2 separate regions of the Gossypium arboreum genome follow, and region 2 is linked to region 1. The links are chromatin contacts, called in public Hi-C maps. All regions are on one chromosome and are shown on one strand. Each heading gives the region's core, a stretch centred on a gene start, on an enhancer-like site or on the middle of the called end of the contact. The rest is flanking DNA. Distances are from core to core; before and after follow the strand shown. Region 1 holds the start of LOC108460254. Region 2 holds the start of LOC108474617 (UDP-galactose transporter 1).

Evidence for each region. Hi-C and Micro-C count contacts between places; a contact is called where the count stands out from the background.
Region 2: a Hi-C map of leaf shows a contact between it and region 1, with 2.9 times the contacts expected there. The contact joins the promoter of LOC108474617 here to the promoter of LOC108460254 in region 1. A contact is called at or near these places in 2 of 5 Hi-C or Micro-C datasets (both in leaf).

What each region holds. Positions count from the first base shown.
Region 1 is chr3:122,804,429-122,807,242 of ASM2569848v2, reverse strand. LOC108460254 reads left to right here and starts at 1,441. Exons shown (of 12, transcript XM_017759686.2): 1 at 1,441-1,721; 2 at 2,475-2,534; 3 at 2,627-2,680; 4 at 2,763-2,814. The coding sequence starts at 1,683.
Region 2 is chr3:123,083,737-123,086,550 of ASM2569848v2, reverse strand. LOC108474617 (UDP-galactose transporter 1) reads left to right here and starts at 1,405. Exons shown (of 5, transcript XM_017776599.2): 1 at 1,405-1,950; 2 at 2,522-2,771. The coding sequence starts at 1,840.

The sequences.
Region 1 (2,814 bases), core at 192-2,691:
CATCATATCCTTTGAAAAAAAATAAAAAAAATATTAAAATAGTCATATGACTAATTAATTGATATGTCCATACATGACAACCAAACTCCAACATGACTTTTATTTATGATCATTGCAAAACATATCTTGATGGGAAACCATCTTCGTGAATGGTCATTTTATATAAGATGGACAAATTTGCATTTGAATAAAAAATTGTTAACCAATATGAGTCTGCTTCAATCAATGGTGAGCCCAATTTTGTTACAATCAACCTAGTGTCCAAGACTTTGGTTTATATTTATAAGAAGCATAATCGAAACACCAACTTTCAACTGAATTTTATGGTTGGGAATTCCGATGAATTTCAAAGAGTTTTAAGAATTTAGGAGGATATAATACAAATTGTTGTTCAAAATGAATATTATTAACTCTATCACCAACCTTATTTGACGGTGACAAAATAGTTCTATCCTTTATAAACGTTGAATTCTTAAAATTTCTTTCCAAATCGGGATAAGTGAATTCAACAATGTCACAAAATGAACCAGATCCATGTGGAATTATTTGCGACATATCATCCCCATCATGTTTGATAGATAGTAGGTAATCTACCATCACCAAATTCAACAGCCACTTATTGAAAGCAGAGATAGAAGAAGTTGTTGAATTCATATGAAATCGCATGTTTATGGTTAATTGGAAAAGGTCACAGTGATCCCATATTCTATACTTGGTAATATAGAAGTTGAAATAATAACACTGCGCCTGCCCCAAGGAACATGTAATATTTGTCTGAAATCCCCTCGCAACAACATATTTACCCCATCAAATAACTTATTTTCTGATGAATGATCATTGCATCGCAGAATATCCTACAACATGTACATCAGCCATTGGTGCTTCATCCCATTTAATCAGACTTGTCTTCCTTAGTAATCCAGCTAATGATGTACCTTACTTAACTTCGCAAGAAGAATTATTGCTTGATTTCAATGGGATCTTAAATGTTGAATGTGTTGTTCATCCACCATAATGCAACAATCTTACCCTCAGATCTTATTCGAGTAGTGACTCCTCCATAAATATGTTTTCCATGTGCCACCACTTGAATACAAAAAAGTGAAGCATCCAAAATTGTTATAAACAAAATTGATAACTGCATCGTATACGATCTTTGATCGACATTAAGACCATTACATAGTTCACTGTGTTTGTACTGCCAACTCGTCCCTATCATAATTAATGAATTAACTTCATCATGATGTAGATTAGAGTTGTTATAATTAGTTAACTGTTGGTATTTGTTTCAAGACATGGGTGATTATGAACCTTGAAAACAAGAATATAGTAAATCAACTAAAATACTTAACAAAAAGTTACTCCACTCTACCAAACGTGGAGTTCAATTCTCATACTACTATTTATGCTCTTGAGTTTGTATCTTCGATTAAAAAATTACGGAAATGTTATTCAATACGGGTGAGTTTCATTTGAGTGAGCACAAAATTTACCTTAAATTGAGATCGCACTGTAGGCCCAGTGCAATGGAGTTTCCGTAAATGATCCAACGAGTTTAAGCCCAAACCAGAATCCACCTCAATACTTCAGTAACAAATAAACCTATTCCAAGCTCATCGCTGATTTCTATATTGTTTGCTTTTATCTCCTGAACTTCAGTCTTCAGCTTCGACACAGAAACAATGGGTTATTCCAAGGATCAGCTGCTTGCTCGTTTAAAGGTTTCCTCTTTTTGATTTCTGGATAGCTTTTAGTTCTAATCTTTGTACAGTTAGTATCTAATTCGCAATATCCATTCAGTTTTTGGGAAATGATTCATTATTTAAACTACAATTGTGATTTGGGTTTTCATTATTTTTATTTAAATTCATTTATTTTCAGGGTAAGAATGGAGCAAATAAAGTGTCAAAACACAAATTAGGCTGTTACAATATGGTTTTCTCTGCTAAAATTATGAACTTTTATAGATATTTACACTATGAATTGGTGGAAATATTGTGAATTGTAACCAGTGGCCGATCTTGCCATTTGATTTTGGGGGCCAATTAGGAAACTAAGTATGTAGTTTGACCAATAGCTTAAAGCTGTGATCTTAAAGATGAAAATAGAAGAACACAAGGTGACAGATAACAATTTAAATTTATAATGCACAAAATTAAATTATAAACAAAATAAATAAATATAAATATATACAATTTAAATTTTTTTTTTGGGGGGTGGGGTGGGGTGGGGTAACAAGTTAATTTAGTTTAGCGCACACACTCACTCAAGATGTTTCCAAAATGGCCCGTGACTCCCATGGCAATTCACCATTGATTGCAATCCTTCTAATTATATAGTTTTGATTCAGCACTATTTCTCTGTTTGTATCTGGTTATGATTGAATTCAAGAATTTATGGCCTTGCTTCAGTTTATGGTTGCTTTTCTTCTTTTGCATCTCTAGTGACTGGTATGTGCATTGGATTTTTTTCAGGAGCTTCAAATTGATTTTTCCCAGTATGAACATCCTGTTGTTTTGACTGTCGAAGCTCAGGTAAAAGAAGAGTGCTAAACTTAGCCGATGAGTCCCTTTTGAGTAAACAAACTCATGCATTTCATGGATTCTAAAATTTTTCTTCTCATCAGGCAAAATATGTTGGGAATGTGGGAGGTGCACTGAGCAAAAATCTGTTCTTGAAGGTATACACCGAATGAAAATTGGCATTGTTTCTGATGGATTATTCGAAACTTTCTGAGTGATTGCAAATGTTTATCCATGCAGGACAAAAAACATAGGTACTATGTTGTGTCTGCCCTTGCAGATACGAAAGTAG
Region 2 (2,814 bases), core at 156-2,655, 280 kb before region 1:
TGATACATAAATTATACTTCGTTACCTAAATTAATCAATCATTTTGTGACACGAAACAATTTTTAACTTAAAAAACTCAAAAACATTAAATATTATTTTCTAAATTTTTTTAAAAATTATAAACAGATTCATCTCTTTTATTCTTCATCTAAGAACTCCGATGACGGAAAATTCAAGAACTTGTTAAAAAACTCATCCAAACCCTACTTTCAACAAGCTTATTTTTCTTTTTTAAATCTTGATTTCAATACTTTTCTCACCCAAATTCAAAACCTACGCATTTTTTTCTTAAAAATAACTTTCTTCGTTCTTTTCTATATAGTTTGCATCTTAATTTTGAGTGATCCTCTATTATTAAAAAAAGAAAAAACTTGATAAAACATGAAATCCAAATACCTGGACAAGTTAAGTAGGAAAAAGACAAAAGAGCAAGAGAATTGCAAAAACCGTTATCTAACAGTTAAAAAAAATGCATTAAAAGATAATAAAGAATCGTGAGGAGGGAAAGAGGATAAAAAACATAGAAAAGTTTTAATTTAATTAAGTTTTATTAAATTAATTTTAATATAAAAGTATCACATGTCATGAAATGATTAGTTAAGAAATTTTTAACAGTTGGATTAATTTGAGTAATAGAGTATAATTTAGATATCACTTTAAATAATGGAATACAATTTAGATACTATTTGAGACAAAAAAATTAGAAAAAATATAATTTAAATACCACTTTGCAATTTAAACCTATATTTCAATGAATAACAAATACTTTAAAAATATATATATATAACAAATTCTCGTTTAAAAAAATAGTAATTATCTTTTAAATTTCCAATGAATTATCTCAATGGAAAATTCCTTTTGATGGATTGTTATTTGAATTATCTCTAAAATGGGAAATTTCTTTTTTGGATTGATATTTAAAAGGAAATATGAAACAAATAATAGAAAAGGAATAAATAAATACCTATAAGAGATACGAATAGAGCATAAAAAGTCATAATTTTTCAGATTATGGTATAAAAGAGACATGTGTAGGTAAGTTTTTCGGATATTATTCAAAATAAATTAAATTAAATTAATTGGGTTATTCGAAGGAATATTTTGTCTAAAAAAAGGGAGTAATTTAATTTTATTCTCATTTAAAAATAAAATATAGAGTTTCATATTTGTTTACTTCTCCTTTAGAAAATAAAATGAAAAGTAAAAGGATATTCATTAATAGTTTTAAGGGGAGGACTGTTATATCTATAAACTTAATTTGCATTAAAGGAGATACATCTTTACTTACTTCACACCTAATTTCATTTTTAATTTATTTAAGTAAAATTACGTGCAAAAGAGTTCATTTGTGATGTTTATGGTAATAATAAATTTAATTGACAAATGGTTTTTGATACGAGGTTTGATCAAAGTGAGACCAGTTGTATGATTAGACAATATATGGATGTAAGAAACTCTAGTCAACGTCACAAGTCAAAATAAAAGTATATTCATCGAATGGCTGCTCTTATCCCATTTTCTTATGAAGACTAGTACCCTCATTTCAAAATCATAAACGAAATTTCCATGGCAATATATAACGTTTAAACTTCAATCCAGGCAAAGAGAGAGAGAGAGAATCACATGGAAGAAGGCCTTTCTCCACCGTTACAACCTCTCTCTCAGTTTCTTTAGCTTTCTTTTTTAAACTCCCTCTATTTATATAAACCTTTCAATAATCTAAGAGCAAAATTTCTGTGCTGGGTTTCGAATTTGGTGATCTGGGCTTTTGTTCTTTCTGTGCTAGAGACAGAGAGAGAGAGAGACAGAGGGGGAGAGAGAGAGGGGTGGGGGAGAGTGATGGAAGAAGGGAGATTCCTCCAGTGGGGTGTTTTCAGATCTCTTCTAGCGATTCTCCAATGGTGGGGTTTCAATGTTACTGTTATAATCATGAACAAATGGATCTTTCAGGTTTGTTTCTAACTTCATTTATTGATTTTGACATTGGGTTTTAGCTGAATTCTCTTATTCTTTAATCTAATTATTTCATTAGTACAGATTTCTGTTTAGTTGTGTTGCTAAGCTCAATAATTTGCTAATAATACGTTTTATAAAAGTTTTAAAATTTGAACAGGCTTCCAGGGTTAAATGTTATAATTTAATTTGTGAATTAAATAATATCAACAATCCATCTCTATCATTTCTTTCAATTATTTATGAACTTAGATGATGCATCTTAGAAGAAAGATTCATGAGTCATGACTAGTCTACCAGTTTGTTCATGTTAGAGGAATTTGGATTCAGTTTTGAGTTCTGTCTAGGTGCATTATAGCAGATCTAGGAATACAAACATACATACATATATATGTATGGTTCCTCATATATTGGTATTATAATGTTTATTTCGTTTATGTAGTGTGGATTGAACATTAACCTTCAATTTGTGTCTTGACAATTACATTTTGATTGAGTTGGTTGATTATTTTTTGTACTTTAGTCGAAGGTCTGAGGACATGGCTTTTTTTTTTCCCCTCTTTCACAGAAATTGGATTTCAAGTTTCCCCTTTCAGTATCATGCGTTCACTTCATATGCTCGTCGATCGGAGCATATCTGGTAATCAAAGTGCTAAAGCTCAAACCTCTAATAGCGGTTGATCCTGAAGATCGCTGGAAACGGATATTTCCTATGTCTTTCGTGTTCTGTATCAACATAGTGTTGGGAAATGTTAGCTTACGCTATATCCCGGTTTCTTTCATGCAGACTATCAAATCATTCACTCCAGCAACCACCGGTGAGATTTATAGATTATACACTTTTGGGCACCTTACCTTGTT